Regions from separate parts of the Mus musculus genome. Here region 2 is linked to region 1. The links are chromatin contacts, called in public HiChIP or PLAC-seq maps. All regions are on one chromosome and are shown on one strand. The core of a region is the stretch at or near the end of the contact, and the rest is flanking DNA. Distances in the headings are between cores, read along the strand shown. Region 1 holds the start of Gzmb (granzyme B). Region 2 has its middle 48 kb from the start of Gzmb.

Region 1 (7,639 bases), core at 1,959-4,458:
AACATTCTCGGGGCACTGAGGGGAAGCAGAGCATGCCCAGCTCCAATGCAAACATTCTACTTCTTTTGTGGAGAGGGCAAACTTCCATAGGAAGATGTCAGTTGGGTTGTCACAGCATGGTGGCAGAAGAGGTGTTCCATTGGCCTGCCAAGGACAGAGCTGGTCCTTGTGAATGGACATGAAGCCAGTCTTTGCAGTCCTTTATTCAGATCCTGCCACCTGTCCTAGAGCAATCCTGGACTCAGCTCTAGGGACGATGGGTAATCAGAGCAGGATCCATGTTGCTTCTGTAGTTAGCTGCTTTTCATTGTTTTCTTTATCCAGGATAAGAAACTCGAGACTTTGGTGAAAGCACGTGGAGGTGAACCATCCTTATATCCATAGGAAACTATGCCTGCAGCCACTTTTTTACACACAAGCGGGCCTCCAGAATCCCCCTGTGAATTGAGTGGATACAAGGCACTGAGCTGTTGTTCACCCTGGTCCCAACCTCCTCATGTCAAGGCTCCTCCCAGAGAAGCATGATTTATGCTTATGGGAGGTCAGAGGACAGTCCTGGGGCCCCCGGCCTTCCCAGCTCTGACTGTGGACATGGTTAGGGCTGCACCTCCCTCCTGAGGCAGCCTCTGCCCTTTCCCCAGGTCTGTGATCCACGCTCTAGGAAGGTGTGTGGGACCCTCGTCTCTAGGCTGTTGTTTAAGGACATGGGGACAGTGAGTGGGCCAGGTGTGAGCATGGAGGGGAAGCCCACTGACAAAGTGTGTGTCTGCTCAGAGGAGACACATGGGTGTGGTTATGACACACCCAGGGAGCCCAGCTTTCTACAGCCTGGGCCTGGGACAGGTACTGTGTTGCCAACACCTCCTTTTGTACAAGCTACCTTCAGCAGAGGCTCCTAGTCAGCTCTGGGGGCCCCAGTTCATTACTAGTACCTGCTGTTCCCAGGGAGAAAGATCACAGCCAGTGGGTAAAGGAGTCCCTTGATATTTGGGTCTCTAGGTCCCAGATTCCTTTTCCCCTCCCACTTAGCCCAGAGGGGACTGCAACCCAACTTACCCGAAAGGAAGCACGTTTGGTCTTTGGGTCCCCCGCACATATCTGATTGGTTTTGTTGTAACGATTTTTAAAGTAGGACTCACACTCCCGATCCTTCTGTACTGTCAGCTCAACCTCTTGTAGCGTGTTTGAGTATTTGCCCATTGGGGCCATCCTTCCCCAACCAGCCACATAGCACACATCTCCTGGCTTCACATTGACATTGCGCCTGGGCAGGTTGAGGGGCCTCACAGCTCTAGTCCTCTTGGCCTTACTCTTCAGCTGTTGGGGAAGAAGCAAGAGTCCAGCTCATGGCCTGCTGGTCTGAAACACCATGAAGGCCAGGATGAAAGGGAGGAAATTGAGAGGATGAGAGCAAGAGGGGCAGTCCGTGGACCAAGACAGGGACAGGTCTCACCTTTAGCAGCATGATGTCATTGGAGAATGTCTTAGGATTATAGTCTGGGTGGGGAATGCATTTTACCATAGGGATGACTTGCTGGGTCTTCTCCTGTTCTTTGATGTTGTGGGCCCCCAAAGTGACATTTATTATACTGTGAAGAGAGCAGACGTAAGAGACGTGGAGTCAGAGAGGATGCTGCCCAGGAGGTGTGAAGGACAGGCAGGGCCGGCAGGGTGGGGCTCCAGCTGAGGGAAGTAAAGGGATAATCTGAAGCACCAGTTGCTGCATTAGAGGTGCTCAGGAGCCCATCAGCTCTAAGAAGGCAAACTGAGTTATTCAGCTCATACTGCAATGCTAACCCTGGTTGAAATGTGCTTGACTCCTTATCAGTGACTCTGGTGACAGTCTGTTTCCCCCTCATGAGACTTGCTAGACCCTCTCTCCTCCCAAGCACCTTAGGATGAAGGCGGAGCCTCCATGGAATCTTTCTAGGCAGGTATGGACTGGTTTTTTTGCTCCTCACCTTCCTTCACAGTGAGCAGCAGTCAGCACAAAGTCCTCTCGAATAAGGAAGCCCCCACATATCGCCTCAGGCTGCTGATCCTTGATCGAAAGTAAGGCCATGTAGGGTCGAGAGTGGGGCTTGACTTCATGTCCCCCGATGATCTCCCCTGAAGGGAAAGCCAATCATTTTGTGGGCACCTGCTAGATCACCAGATGGGTTTTGTCTGGTAGCTCCAGACTTGCTAGGCATTTGGGAGCCAGGGAGTCCTGGAGTTGGAAGGAGGTTGGGAGGAGTGCCCTCATTTTCCCCTTCTTTAAAAGGAGAGAAATATAGGTCTTGGCTTATCAATCTTCCTTCCACACAGTTGGAGGCAAACATAATTCTCTGGACAAGGAAATCCTAAGGATTCAGCTTGTCTGTCTTCTGACTTCTGGTCCCAGAGTTTCTAAGACCTTCTCTCCCTTGCTCCCAGCCCTGTGATGCCTGGAATACTGCTGCTTTCTAGGGGCCAAAGTTCACACTTCACAGCATCTTATTTCTTCAGGCCTCCCCACTGGCTTTCATTCCTAGATGTAGGTGCTGGCCTTCCAGAAAGCAGAGTGCCCAGTGGCTCATCCTTGAACACTGGGGAACCACTAGAGCCCTGTGAAGCACTGAGTTAGAGGAAGAGACCAAGTAGCTAGGGACAAGCAAAATCACTTGTTCTGAGGACAGCAATTCCATCTACTCGGGGGTCATAAACACCTAGGCTTCTTTGATGACTGAGTTTGGGGTGAGGGGAAAGCCTGTATCATCATAGTTGCAGAAACCAGGCCCATTCTATCTGCTCCAGGAGAACATATTGTTTTCTGATTTGCAGGTTCCTACCCTTGATCATGTACTTCTAGGAAGATCCACTTTGCAGATGATAAGGGAATGGCTCAGGGAGCGGAGAGCATTCAGTGGCCCTTCCTGAGAAAGACCTCTGCCCTCCTGCTACTGGTGACAGCGGGGTTAGACCACTAAAGGAAGGTGTTGCTTACTCACCTGCCTTTGTCCTGGAGGCCAGAGACAAGGTCAGCAGTAGCAGGAGGATCTTCATCTTCCCCGGAAGGCCGCCTAGGTCCCAGCGTCAAGAGTGTTGTCCTTGCTCTCTTTTAACCTCTAGGAGAGGAAGAAGGCAGAGGGGGCTCTGTGACCTTGTACCCCCTCTCTGCTTTTATGATGCTTCATCACATGCTTTCTATGAAAACTCCTGCCCTACTGCCCCTGCCTGATGACGTCTTCTGAGTACTTGTGTGAGAATCATGAAGTAACCACAGCAGAACCCACAGCGAATGACTCAGAGAACCACCACTTACAGCCCAGGGCAAGACCACAAGGGCATAGGGTGGGGTTTGTAGCCTATGGTATCAGAGTCCCAGAAACCCAAGCTCCCAGTGGTGGAGCATCAGTGTTTTGGATGCTGAGTCCATCAGGACAGATGTGCATTTGGGCTCATCTCTTGTACCAGGACCAAGCATGACCATCTAGTGAGGGTAATCAGGAGCATCCATTAGCAACGTACAGTCTGGGAAGAACAATGGAAGAGTGATGGACAAGGCAGTAACAGACAGGCCCACCAAGCACCCATCAGCCTATTTAGCACCATAGCCCCAAATGTTCCACGTGGCAAAACCCATTCTTATGAAAAGCCCACATCTGACCTTTACTGACAAAAAATAAGAGATGACTGCAGGCTCTGAAAGTGGAATCACTGACTGACTATTGAATCACCTAGACATTCCTACTTCTTTGGGAAAGATGATATTTGTCCGATGCAAACCTGTGAACTAAGGATGGGAAGAGCCTGGTTTCCCAAAGGACATTCAGCTCACTAAATTTCTGTCATAGTGCAACATAAGAAAAGCCAGGCTGCTAAAACTCCACAGTAGTTCTTTAAGTGGCACGGGGTGGGGGACAGAGGTGAACCTTGGGAGTCATTCTCACATTCTGTCTACCTTGAGGCATGGTCTCTCGATTAACTTGGTGATTACGTTAAACTGGCTGGCTGGCCAGAGAACCTCAGGTGTCTCTCTCTGTATCTCAGAGCTTGGATTGTAAGTGTTATCAGCACACCCAGCTTTATCACATAGGCTCTGAGAATGGAATTCAGGTCGTCTTGTTTGCATGGAAAACACTTTACAGACCCAGCTGCTTCCCCACTTCCTCTTAGCATCTAGAGGATTCTATGTAGCTATTCTTACTTAGTGTCCAGAGAAGGAAAAATATTTATTTACTATAAACAAATCCATTTATATTCAATATCAATAGATATTCATTATTTACTACAAGTCAGCCTGTGATAATAAAATAAAATAAAACCTTGGAATTAAAATACCACCTCATGATACAAAAGTGAATCAATTTATTTCAATGTTAGAGAGTAATGACTTGCTTACATGACACACCAAAACATATCCAAAAAGTCCATCATTTCATCTCACCTATATTACAATAGACAATGATTTTGAGTCATACTATGTACATTCTCAATAATCTCATCTTTACCAATGTATCAAGTCACAGACACTGTGGAGTCACACCACCATAGAATTTAAAACTTCTCATCACCTTGGTTTTATTGACAATTATTGTTAATGAATGAAACAAGTCTTACAAAGTCAAAGGTGCTTTAAGTTGATCTTTCCTAAGAGAAAAATAATATAATCAGATTTTAGTGAAGAAAATCTTCCCTCATGCAATGAGTGTCCTAGCAGAAAAAAATTAAAAATTTTGAACACATCACATACTTTTGACTCAGGACATGTAGGACTCAAGCTGGACCTGGCCTTGAGCCTCTCCTTGAGTAATAGCTCTCATAATATCTCAGGGTGCTGTGCCAAAGCTAATGGCAATTAACCGTCCTACCTAGCTGTAAAAACACCACAATGACCAGCACAGCAACATATACCCAAGAGTATAATAATGGCACCTACACCCTGGATGTAGCTAATGGCTTTCTAATTAGACTTATGGCCCACTCAGTGGGAGAGAATTCACGCATGATACTAGAACCTAGTCAACAACCTGTGGCTGCGAGGTCATGGACCCCAGTAGAGAACCTACAATTGACACTTTCCCAAAACAGTGCAATCACTGTGTTCTACATAGCTATCCTTGCATCACAGATATATAGCACTCACTTCTGATCGAAGAAGTCTTGTTTTCAGCAGATGGAGACCATTACAGACATCCACACACCTGTCAAAATGCAGAGAACAACAGACTATGGAGAGCCCACCCCCAGTGGATACATCCACAACACAATTTGTATACATAAGGTTCCAGAAATATCACAGAAAAGGGAGCAAAAAAATCATAAGGACCAGAGGACTAGGGTGTCTGCTAAAAAAAAAAAAAAAAATGGTGTCTTCTAGACATAGCAAGGATACTGCATCAATGAAATCTAAACAACATGTCTGCCTAAGCAATACCTTCACAATGACAGCAATTGACATTCCAGTGTCCAGTGGATGGGGGCACAAGACCCCACTCCTAGATAAAGAATTACACTGAATTAATGGCTAATAAGTAAGGGAAAATCAATCTTCTACGGGAATAAACCTCCTGATAGGTTATCCAACTCAGTCCTAAACACATGTACACACAAGCAACACTAAGTGGACTCTCAGGCTGTATTTACATAGGTGTGTGTGTGTGTGTGTGTGTGTGTGTGTGTGTGTGTGTGTGTGTGTGTGTGTGATAACTAAAGAAGAACCATAAATTTGAGAGGGAGTGAGATAGACATGAGATGAGTTGTAGGAGGGAGAGTGTAGGGCAGAAACTATGTAAACACAGTACTTGAATATTTTGCATACACTGCAATGTTGACTTAGTGGTCATGAATTGCTTTAGTTTGTATTTATCTTGAATTTATTACTCCATTAATTTTAAAAAGTAACTTTGCTGGACATCCTAATCTTCACTGACAGTTATTTACTCTTATGGCTTGAAATATACACATTCTGTTTTGTCTTAGCCTTTACAGTTTCTGCCGAGGGGTCTGAGGTTATCATATGAGTTTGTCTTTGTAAATGAGTTCCTGTTCTTCTCCTTCAGCTTTTTGTCTTTGTTTTGTAGCGTTCACGTTTATCTAAAATGTGTTGTGGAGAGAATGTTCTGTGTTCATTTTTCCCTGGGTTTCTAAATGCATCTGGTGTTTAGATATCCACTTCATTACATAGATTTGGGAAATTTCCTTCTGTAATGTTTTTGGAATAGGTCTTCAATGCCTTTAAGGTTTTCTTTTAATCTCAGCTTATTTTTCTATCCCATGGATTCTTAGGTTTTGTTTCTTGATCACATTATAGAATTTTTAACAAATTATGATCATACCTCATTCTTTATTATATCTGAATATCACACTCATCAGGTTTGTCTCCCAACTTAGATATTTTTTTCTGTTTGAGCTAGTCTATTGGTGATGCATCTACATTGTGATCCTTAAAAAGAAAGATTTATTTTATTTTTAATTACTTTCCAATGCAAGCATTGTGTATATGTGTGCATGTACATGACACAGAGCCTGTGGAAGACAGAAAAGGGTATTGGATCCCTTGGATCTTAAGTTACAAGCAGTTGTAAGTCACATGATGTGAGTACTGAGAAAAGAATTTGAGTACTCCACAAGAGAGGTAAGCATTCTTAACTGCTGAGCCATGTCTCCAGTATGAGTCTCCCTGATTTTCCACTCTGCTCCAATTTGCTGTTCAATCCCATAAGTGAAGCTTTCATCTTGGCTATTGTCCCTTTCAGTGTTGAAACTTCGATGTGTTTATGAACAGTTTCTACTTTTTCATATGCTCTTACTGATTCATTCACTTTAGTTCCTTCTCAAATTTTTCCTCAGCTCTGAATACTTTTAAGAAACTAAAAACCTTTGTGAACTTTGTAACATCTAAGATCCCTTAAAAATATTCCATGTAAAGTGTCTCCTGCATGACGAGGTCATTCTTTACTCCTTCTTTGCCTCCTCTGTCGTTTTATGTTGAAAATTGGACATTTTGGATTTTGCCCATTGGATCTTTTGTTTCTACAAATGGGACTCACATCTTAACCTTCTAGAACAATGGGCTCTTCCCATCATCTCTCTCAGGGTCTCATGCTATGAACTCTCTGACCACATCTTCTTAGGATGTGGCAAATAGTTTGGTTTGAGGCAGGTAAGATAAATACTGCTGAATCACTTACCAGAAGCATGGGTTTGTAACTGCGAAACTGTGGTTTTTGCTTATCATTTGCTCATGTGAATAAGTCTTGTGTCTTATCATGTATCATTCAGTCTTCATGTTATAATAATCAGTTATAAATAACTGTGATATTTAGTTTCTCTGTTTCTGACCAAATAATTCACAAGAGAACTGTGAAATACACATGATCATAGTAGAGAAACTGGACCAAGTATTCTCTATGAGAAACCATGTACTGCAGAAACCTGTCTCTGGGAGCTGTGTATGCATAGCACAGTAGCATTGCTTTACCTTGCCACTCGTGATACTTGAGAATTAGTGACAACATTGTTCTGAGCATATTTTTGTTGTAAATTACCTTTCAGAGCCTCTGAGATGACTAGAAACTCTACACATTTTAAATGTTTTCCCATTTTAAGTTTATAAGTATGGAAGGTTAAGGATTGGTTGCTAGGCCATGGTCAATCTACCAAAGCATTGAATATT
Region 2 (7,639 bases), core at 2,883-5,382, 48 kb after region 1:
CTGATACTTCTTGAGCCAGGCTCCCAGAGTTGCATCACCTCCAGAACCACTGTGTTCCCTGTTCCCGTTAGGATGGCCCACTAAGCCCCATTTAAAACATTCCATTGCTTTCCTAATCCAAAGTCCCAAAAATCCACATTCCTCCAAGTAAAAGCATGTTCAGGCCTATCACAGCAATACCCCAGTCCCTGCTACCAACTTCTGACTTATTTAGGGTTTCCATTGCTGTGAAGGGACACCATGACCCAAGCAACTCTTATAAAGGCAAATATTTAATTGGGACTGACTTATAGTTTCAGAGTTTTAGTACATTATCATCATGGTGGGAAACAAGGCAGTGTGCAGGTAGAAATGGTGCTGGAGGAGCTGAGAGTTCTACATCTTGATCCAAAGGTAGCTAAGAGGAGACTAGATATGTTACACACTGGGCATAGCTTAAGCATTTAAGGCTCAAAGTCCCACCTCTTCTGGTGACAAACTTCTAACAAGGGCACACCTCCTCCAATAAGGCATACCTCCTAATAGTGCTACTCCCTATGAGTCAAGCATTCAAACATATGTCTATGGGGACAAAAACTATTTAAACCACCACACTGCCCCTCACCCTAAATGTGGATTCTATTTACCAGGACGTTTTTGTACTAGTAGCCCTTCCTGATCCCACAATGCCAGAAACAGCACTTAGGCCCTGGGTGACCTCTTACCCCTGTTCCCTATTTTCCCCAAAATATCCCTTGCTGCCAAACATAAACTACTTCCCACAACAACTTCAACAAGTACTCAGACACCATTTATCACATATAACCTTTCACCTTATGTATCTGTCTTTCTTGATAGATTACAAACTCAAAAAAGTTCACTAATGGAGTTCCAAAACTGAACATTGTCTTTAAAAATGGTGGGTATTCAGTAAGGATCTCTTCTTTAAAAAAAAAAATTAAGGAATTTCTTTTATTCCAGTTATATGAGTATTTTGCTAACATGTATATGTACCATGTGCATGCCTTGTGTCCATGAAATTCATAAAAGGGCATCAAATTACTTGGAATTGGTTTATAGACAGAAATGAGCCACCACATTTATACTGGAGAATAAACATAGATCCTCTTCAGCAGCAACAGAGCTCTTAACTGCTGAGACAATCTCTCCAGAGCCTGAATAAGTATTTCTTTATCTATGAGTGGGTGAATGAAGAAGGATGTAGAGAGTGAGAGAGTGAGAGTAGACATATGGGTGGGTAGGTGGGAACATAGATTAATGTTTAAGAAGGTGAGTGAATGGGTGGGTGAGTAGATGGATGGATTATAGATAAATATATAAAGGAATAAATGGATGGAGGATGGATGTATATATGGGTAGAGTGGAAGTAGGCATATGGGGGGTAGTGGGAATAATGTTGAGAAGGTGGATGGATGGATGGATGGATGGATGGATGGATGGATGGATGGATTGGGTGATAGATGAATATATAAAGGGATAAATGGATGGAAATGGGTGAATGAATGGTGATTGATGTAAGTGAATAAACAGGTGGGTGAGAGAATGGATGGGTGGATGGATGGATGGATGGATGGATGGATGGGTGGATGGATGGGTGGATGGATGGATGGATGGATGGATGGATGGATGGATGGATAGATGGACGGATGGACAGAGGGATGGACAGCTAACTACATAAACATTCCTTGTTTTCTCTCACAACTCTGGCTTTTTGTAAAATACTGTTCTCTTTGTTTATGGTATCTTTCCTCCTACTCTCCACTCAGCTAGCTCCTGTTCATTTTTTAAGATTCCGTTGAAATTTCCTCCCTGCTCAGTCTCTTCGTGGCCTCACTTCCAGGGTAGGCATCCTTTTAACACCTGCAGCCTAGCACGTCCCTTCACAAGAGTTTTTTCCTGTAGATCTGGGTTGACAGGTTCTGAGCTCCCTGAGAGGGGCCCATATCATTGGTGCTGTGTAACACAGTGAGAATGTTTTAATGAAATGAGAATGGAAGTAAAGGTGATAAGACTCCCAGCGTTATCTTTCTCTCTCATGGAAAAAACTGGAGATGTTGTGTTTCCATGAAGTGACGATGGTCCCTGAAGAAATCTCTAGATACATTCCTGAGAGGGATGTGGTGGTGTTGATGCCCAGAGAACATAGCATGGCAAAGGATAGTAGGAAATGAGAACTCTTGGAGGTCACCTCTCCTTGTTTCACATCTATCCTGTCCAGGAGGTGCCCAGCATCCTCTCTGGTGTGTGGTTAGAAATCAGAGCTAAGCCCACAGAAGCAAGTTGCTCAAGTGGAGAACTGCCCGGGCACTGGGCCCTGTAAAGTACATGGGTGCCTCTAATGGTCAGGGCTTTCCTCCTGTCCCAAAGCTCCCAGACTCTGAGACTCAGATTATATTTTAAAATACCTTGGCCATAAGCTTCTCTATTCCCTGTAACTCATATGCTAATCACTCCATTATTCTATTCTGCATTCTGTCATGTGGCTGGTTAGCTCTGTTCAGCTCTCCTATACTTCTGTCCTCTTCCATGTTCTTCTCTTGGCTCTGTCCCAGACTCCTTGCTTCCTACCAGAACTCCCACCTCCTATTTCCTGCCTCAGCTACAGGCCAATCAGTTTTATTTGACAGGTGAAGCTTCCAAACAGACATAAGAGAGTCCTTCTACTGATACTGATGCTGATGCTGGCAGTGCAAAGGATTTACCTGTTTGGGAGGATTAGGGGCCTGGAGTGAGAGCTATCCCCACTCCTTTGGGTTTCTAATAGCAGCTCAAGGGAAAAGTGGAGCGAATCCACCTACAGTGCTAGCTAGCACATTCCTGAGTCACCAATGATGCTAAGGCCTTCTACAAAAAGGAGAAGACCATGTTCCCATGTCAGGAAGGAATGTGTATCTGAGCCTGGGGTCTATGCTGGTTTGGGGTGCTTTGGGGGGGGAATACCCACATTCTCACAGAAGCTGAGCTCTGCTTTGGTCCTTTGGGATGAAGGATGATAAAGTTACCTAGGATGAAGAAATCAACAAATGCCCCTAGCATCCTCTCTCTAAAGGACTGTTTGCTATGTCCTATGGTCTGCATTCATCTGTCTAAAGATTGCTTGTGCACCAGTTCCAGAATAAGATATGCTATGGGAAGGGTCCTGGAGTGTAAGTTCAGCACAGTATATCTATATTCTACTCTTCTTCTTATCTTTCTACCCAGTCTCTAACACCATAATGCACTTCCTGGAAGCCCAAGCTGCCACTTCTCATTCTGGCTAGAGATGGACTCTTGGATGGCAAAGAGATAGATGGTATCCAAGACTGGACCTCCTGAGCCATACTGAGGGCCTCCAATGTCAGAGTCTCCTGTGGACAGGCAGAGTGACCTGACCGCCACATGGAACGCCATCCTTGGTATCTTCTGTGCTCTTTGAGAACTTCCCTCATGGGCAGGGCCTCCTTCATTACCCTGCCCTAGGCAGAGCCTAGAGTATGATGGCACAGACATGCCACAAGCAACCTGCCCACAGTTTAGGCCAGAAATTCACTAGGATGATGAAAAACTGTGCAAAGGATGGGGCAGATGTGAAATGGGCCATAAAGTCAATCTCCAGCATTCAAAACTAAATTAACTGCTGGACATGGTAGCACACATTTATATCCCAGCACTTGGGAGGCAGAGGTGGGTGGATCTCTGTGAGTTCAAGGCCAGCCTGTCTGGTGTACAGAGCAAGTACCAAGACAGTCAGAGCTACACAGAGAAATCCTGTCTAGTAAAAATAAAATAATAATAATAATAACAACAACAATAATAATAATAAACCTACCATGGAGTGAGACCTGAGGAACCAGGAGTGAATTGGATCTCAAGCCCAGCATGATGGGTGAGACTAGGAGAAAGAGGTTCCTTCAGACCGAAGCACAAAGACACAAAGATTTAGAGCAAAATTCTAAGCCCTCAGTAAGTCTCACACCTTCTTAGTAAAATCAGTTTTAAAGGATTTCCTGAAAGTGAAGAAGCCAGACCAGGAAAAGAATGTCTTGAGAAACTTCAGAGATCATCATGGAATCAGGACCTGCCCCGCCCTGCCCGCTTTGTAGCAATGTCCTCCTCCCCAAGTCCCAAGTCTCTAGATTAGCGGCTACAGTGACTCAGAATTTGACTGTGCTTTCAGTTTCAACGTTTCTATTCTTATAAACAGCTCCCGGAGAAGAGACTTAGACAAATCACCATCCATGTTTCCACACCCAAAGGATCAAGGAGTCGTCATCCAAGACCTCATCGCCTCCCTTTCTTCTAAGCCAAGTAACATCCTCACCGGCCAGGCCTGCTGGGCTCAGGACTCAGCCATGGCTTAGTGAAGGGAGACAACGAGGTCCTTGCTCTGAATTCTAAGCTAGTGGGAGAGACAATCACAGGTCAGTCGTGCTTCCAGTGAGGTGACCACTGCCTAATATCCCTTCCCACAGTAATTGTCACTGATTAAATGACTCCTCAAATGACATGATGACTAATCAAATCCCCCCCCCCCCAATAAGAGGATCATTTATCAAATAATGCTGCCATGCTGGGAGTCACAACTGTGATCAGAGCTTTGGAGCTAAGACCTAAGACCTGACTGGGGTAGGTGCTTGGTCTGCGGAGAGGGTCGGGATCAAGCCCTATGAAAGTGAGTGCGCTCCCAGGCTAAAGATAGATCACAAGCTGGAGAGCCGGAGGCTGAGGCTGGATCCTCCCAGCAATAGGGGTCAGAAGAGGCTTGTGTGTGGCTTGTGGATAGGTAAGTAGGGTAGCCAGACTTGTGTTTCTAGTCTTTGTGTCTGCCATCTTAGCGCCTCGCTCTGTTGAGTGGGAAAGCACACATGGAAAATAATCATAGCTTCAGTCTGTCTGATTTCACAGCTGTGAAAGCGAGAGGCTCTTTGATTAGCTGTCCCTTATGTTTTCTATCTTCTCTTACTGGAAAGAGACACAGTTTGTGTCTCTTTATTAACTGTTACATCCCCAGCACATAAAGCTACTTCTAGAACAAGTAATTCTTGGGCGATTTTCTTCACCCCCCTTTGCTCTCAGATAACTGCAGGGCATTTCTGTGCTTGATCTAGCCCATTTTAACTTCCAAATCAATGACCCCGAGATCTGGTATTTTTATTAGCAAGCTGTGAGCACTAAGTTGGACAGGTTTGGAGATGTTCTAACCTAGCTATGCTGCCCACTTACCAGCCATATGGTCCTTTGTCTGCATGTGGGTCTTTTTTTTTAATTCGATATTTTATTTATTTACATTTCAAATGTTATCCCCTTTCCCGATTTCCCCTCCCCAAGAAGTCTCTATCCCGTGCTCCCTCCTCCTGCTTCTATGAGGGTGCCCCCCACCCACTCACCCACTCCTGCCTCCCTGCCCTCACATTCCCCTACACTGGGACATCGAGCCTTCATGGTACCAAGGGCCATCCTCTGCTACATATATGGCTGGAGTACTCCGTGGTTGGTGGTTTAGACCCTAGGAACTCTGGTTGGTTGATATTGTTGTTCTTCCTTATGGGGTTGCAAACCACTTCAGCTCCTTCAGTCCTTTTTCTAACTCCTCCATTGGGGACCCTGTGTTCAGTTCAATGGTTGGCTGAGAGCATCTGCCTCTGTATATGTCAGGCTCTGGCAGAGCCTCTCAGGAGACAGCTATATCAGGCTCATGCCAGCATGCACTTCTTGGCATCCACAATAGTGTCTGTGTTTAGTGACTGCATCTGAGTCTTGACCTGGCTCTGGTCCATGTATGCCCTCATGGATGATCTCTTATTATAGCCTCATGGTGAATCTTCCTGTTCCATCCATATGGTCTCTCCACACCTTCATCCTTCCCTTCCCCTCCCCTTCCCCTCCTCCTCTTCCTCTCTTTCTTCTTCTTCTTCTTCTTCTTCTTCTTCTTCTTCTTCTTCTTCTTCTTCTTCTTCTCCTTCTCCTTCTCCTTCTCCTTCTCCTTCTCCTCCTCTTCCTCCTTCCTCCTCCTCCTCTTCTTCTTCTAGTTCTTCTTTTCTTCCTTCTCCTCCTCCTTCTTTCTCTTCCTCCCCTCTTCTCTCTCTGTCTCTCTCTGTCTTTCTCTGTCTCTCTGTCTCTCTCTGTCTCTCTGTCTCTCTGTCTCTGTCTCTCTGTCTGTCTGTCTCTGTCTGTCTGTCTGTCTGTCTGTCTGTCTCTCTCTCTCTCTCTCTCTCTCTCTCCCTCCCTCCCTTGGGATCCCCAGACTGGGTCCAGAAGTCTTGCCCTATTCTCTTCTCCTGCACAGCCATTGGCTCATCAGTGATTTATTAACCAGTAGGAGGTGATGGAAAACAATCTTTACACATCATTGATTTAGGTGCTCCAAAAATCACGACAATGCCAGTGTCTGGATTGCAACCAGATATCTGGGTACAGCAATCAGTAGCTGAAAACATAGTGCACAAACCATCCCTCAACAGGCTTGTCATCTGATTTCCCAGCACAGCTAAGAAGGAAGGCACTGGGGTCAAGCACTCTGTGGACAAATGCATTTCAGATATGGTTTCTCCTTGTTCTTAAGACCCATTTATCACTCACATTTAGTGTAGAGCATTTGCCCAGCATATGTAGGCTCCCCAGTTCCATCCCCAACAAGGAAAAAAGAAAAATGTTACACTGGTATTTTGTTTTTGTTTTTGTTTTTTGGGTTTTTTTGTTTTGTTTTGTTTTGAGACGGAGTTTCTTGGGGCCCGAGCTAGCCTTGAATTCTTTCATTAACGCTGAGGCTGACTTTGAACTTCTGACCCTCTTGCCTCAAATGCTGCAGCTACTGTGGGCATATGCACCACTCCCGGCTTCGCTGTGTTTGCTTAATTAAAACAGAAGCAAAAAACAAACCAACAATAACTAGCAAAAGACATACTCCAGAAGAACAAAATCCCTTTATTTCACAACTCTTTTGTATATGTAACTTAATTTGCATATTTCACAGGAGGGACCTGACTCTAAAGCCCATGTTTAATGAAGTCACTTAGAGACTCATAATTATCACCTGTATCTGACAAGTTAGTTGCTTTTTCTCTGGTACAGCTCTGAAGCCAGGACTATGACACTGGCAGTGCCCCAGACTTAAAGTCTAAAAACTTGGCACCAGAGCTCAGCTCCTTCTGCCCACTGATCTGTCTGTTTTAATCTCTTAACCTCTAGGAAGTCCAGTCTTTTCCTTGTAAGATGTAGCTAATCTGGCCTCACATCCCTTAAGGTCAGAACACACTGCTCTAAGAACAGATTAACCATTGTTTGAGCATCCTAGAACTGCATTCACTCAAACCAAGCTGGTCCAAATTAGTCCTCCATGCAGCCAAGGAATATAGACCATAGGAGATTGGAAGACTGCCACAGAGAGCAACATAGTTCAGTCTAAGGTATTTTCGTTTTGTTTTAAAATTTTAAATTCTGTTTCTGTGTGTGTGTGTGTGTGTGTGTGTGTGTGTGTGTGTGTGTGCCATGACTGGTGTGTGCAAGTTAGAGAACAACTTACAGAAATTGGCTCTCTCCTTCTACCACGTGAGTCCTGAGAATGAAACTCACATCTTCGGACTTGGCAATGTGGGCCTTCACCAAAAGAGCCATCTCACTTGCCCTTCTTAAAGGTTTTGGTTTGGTTTGGTTTGGTTTG

Evidence for each region. HiChIP or PLAC-seq counts read pairs in DNA pulled down with a chosen protein or histone mark.
Region 2: an H3K27ac HiChIP or PLAC-seq map of CD8 T cells shows a contact between it and region 1, with 20 times the contacts expected there. The contact joins the enhancer-like site here to the promoter of Gzmb in region 1. A contact is called at or near these places in 1 of 39 promoter capture datasets (macrophages), 1 of 15 datasets of contacts at CTCF or cohesin (CD8 T cells), 11 of 484 Hi-C or Micro-C datasets (CD4 T cells, CD8 T cells, CD8 central memory T cells and 3 more), 5 of 115 datasets of contacts at active chromatin or transcription factors (CD8 T cells, effector CD8 T cells, embryonic stem cells and 1 more) and 2 of 9 other capture datasets (adipose tissue and liver).

The regions. Positions count from the first base shown.
Region 1 is chr14:56,259,126-56,266,764 of GRCm38.p6, forward strand. Gzmb (granzyme B) reads right to left here and starts at 3,209. Exons shown (of 5, transcript NM_013542.3): 1 at 2,970-3,209; 2 at 1,962-2,109; 3 at 1,454-1,589; 4 at 1,057-1,317; 5 at 1-437. The coding sequence starts at 3,024. The coding sequence ends at 294.
Region 2 is chr14:56,306,264-56,313,902 of GRCm38.p6, forward strand. No RefSeq gene overlaps it. Among named protein-coding and RNA genes, the nearest start is that of Gzmb, 48 kb to the left of the region's middle. Within about 2 kb of position 4,133, at least 6 of the 459 cell types and tissues checked have an H3K27ac peak or open chromatin away from gene starts, as enhancers often do. A contact at or near this core is called in CD8 T cells, where this site is marked.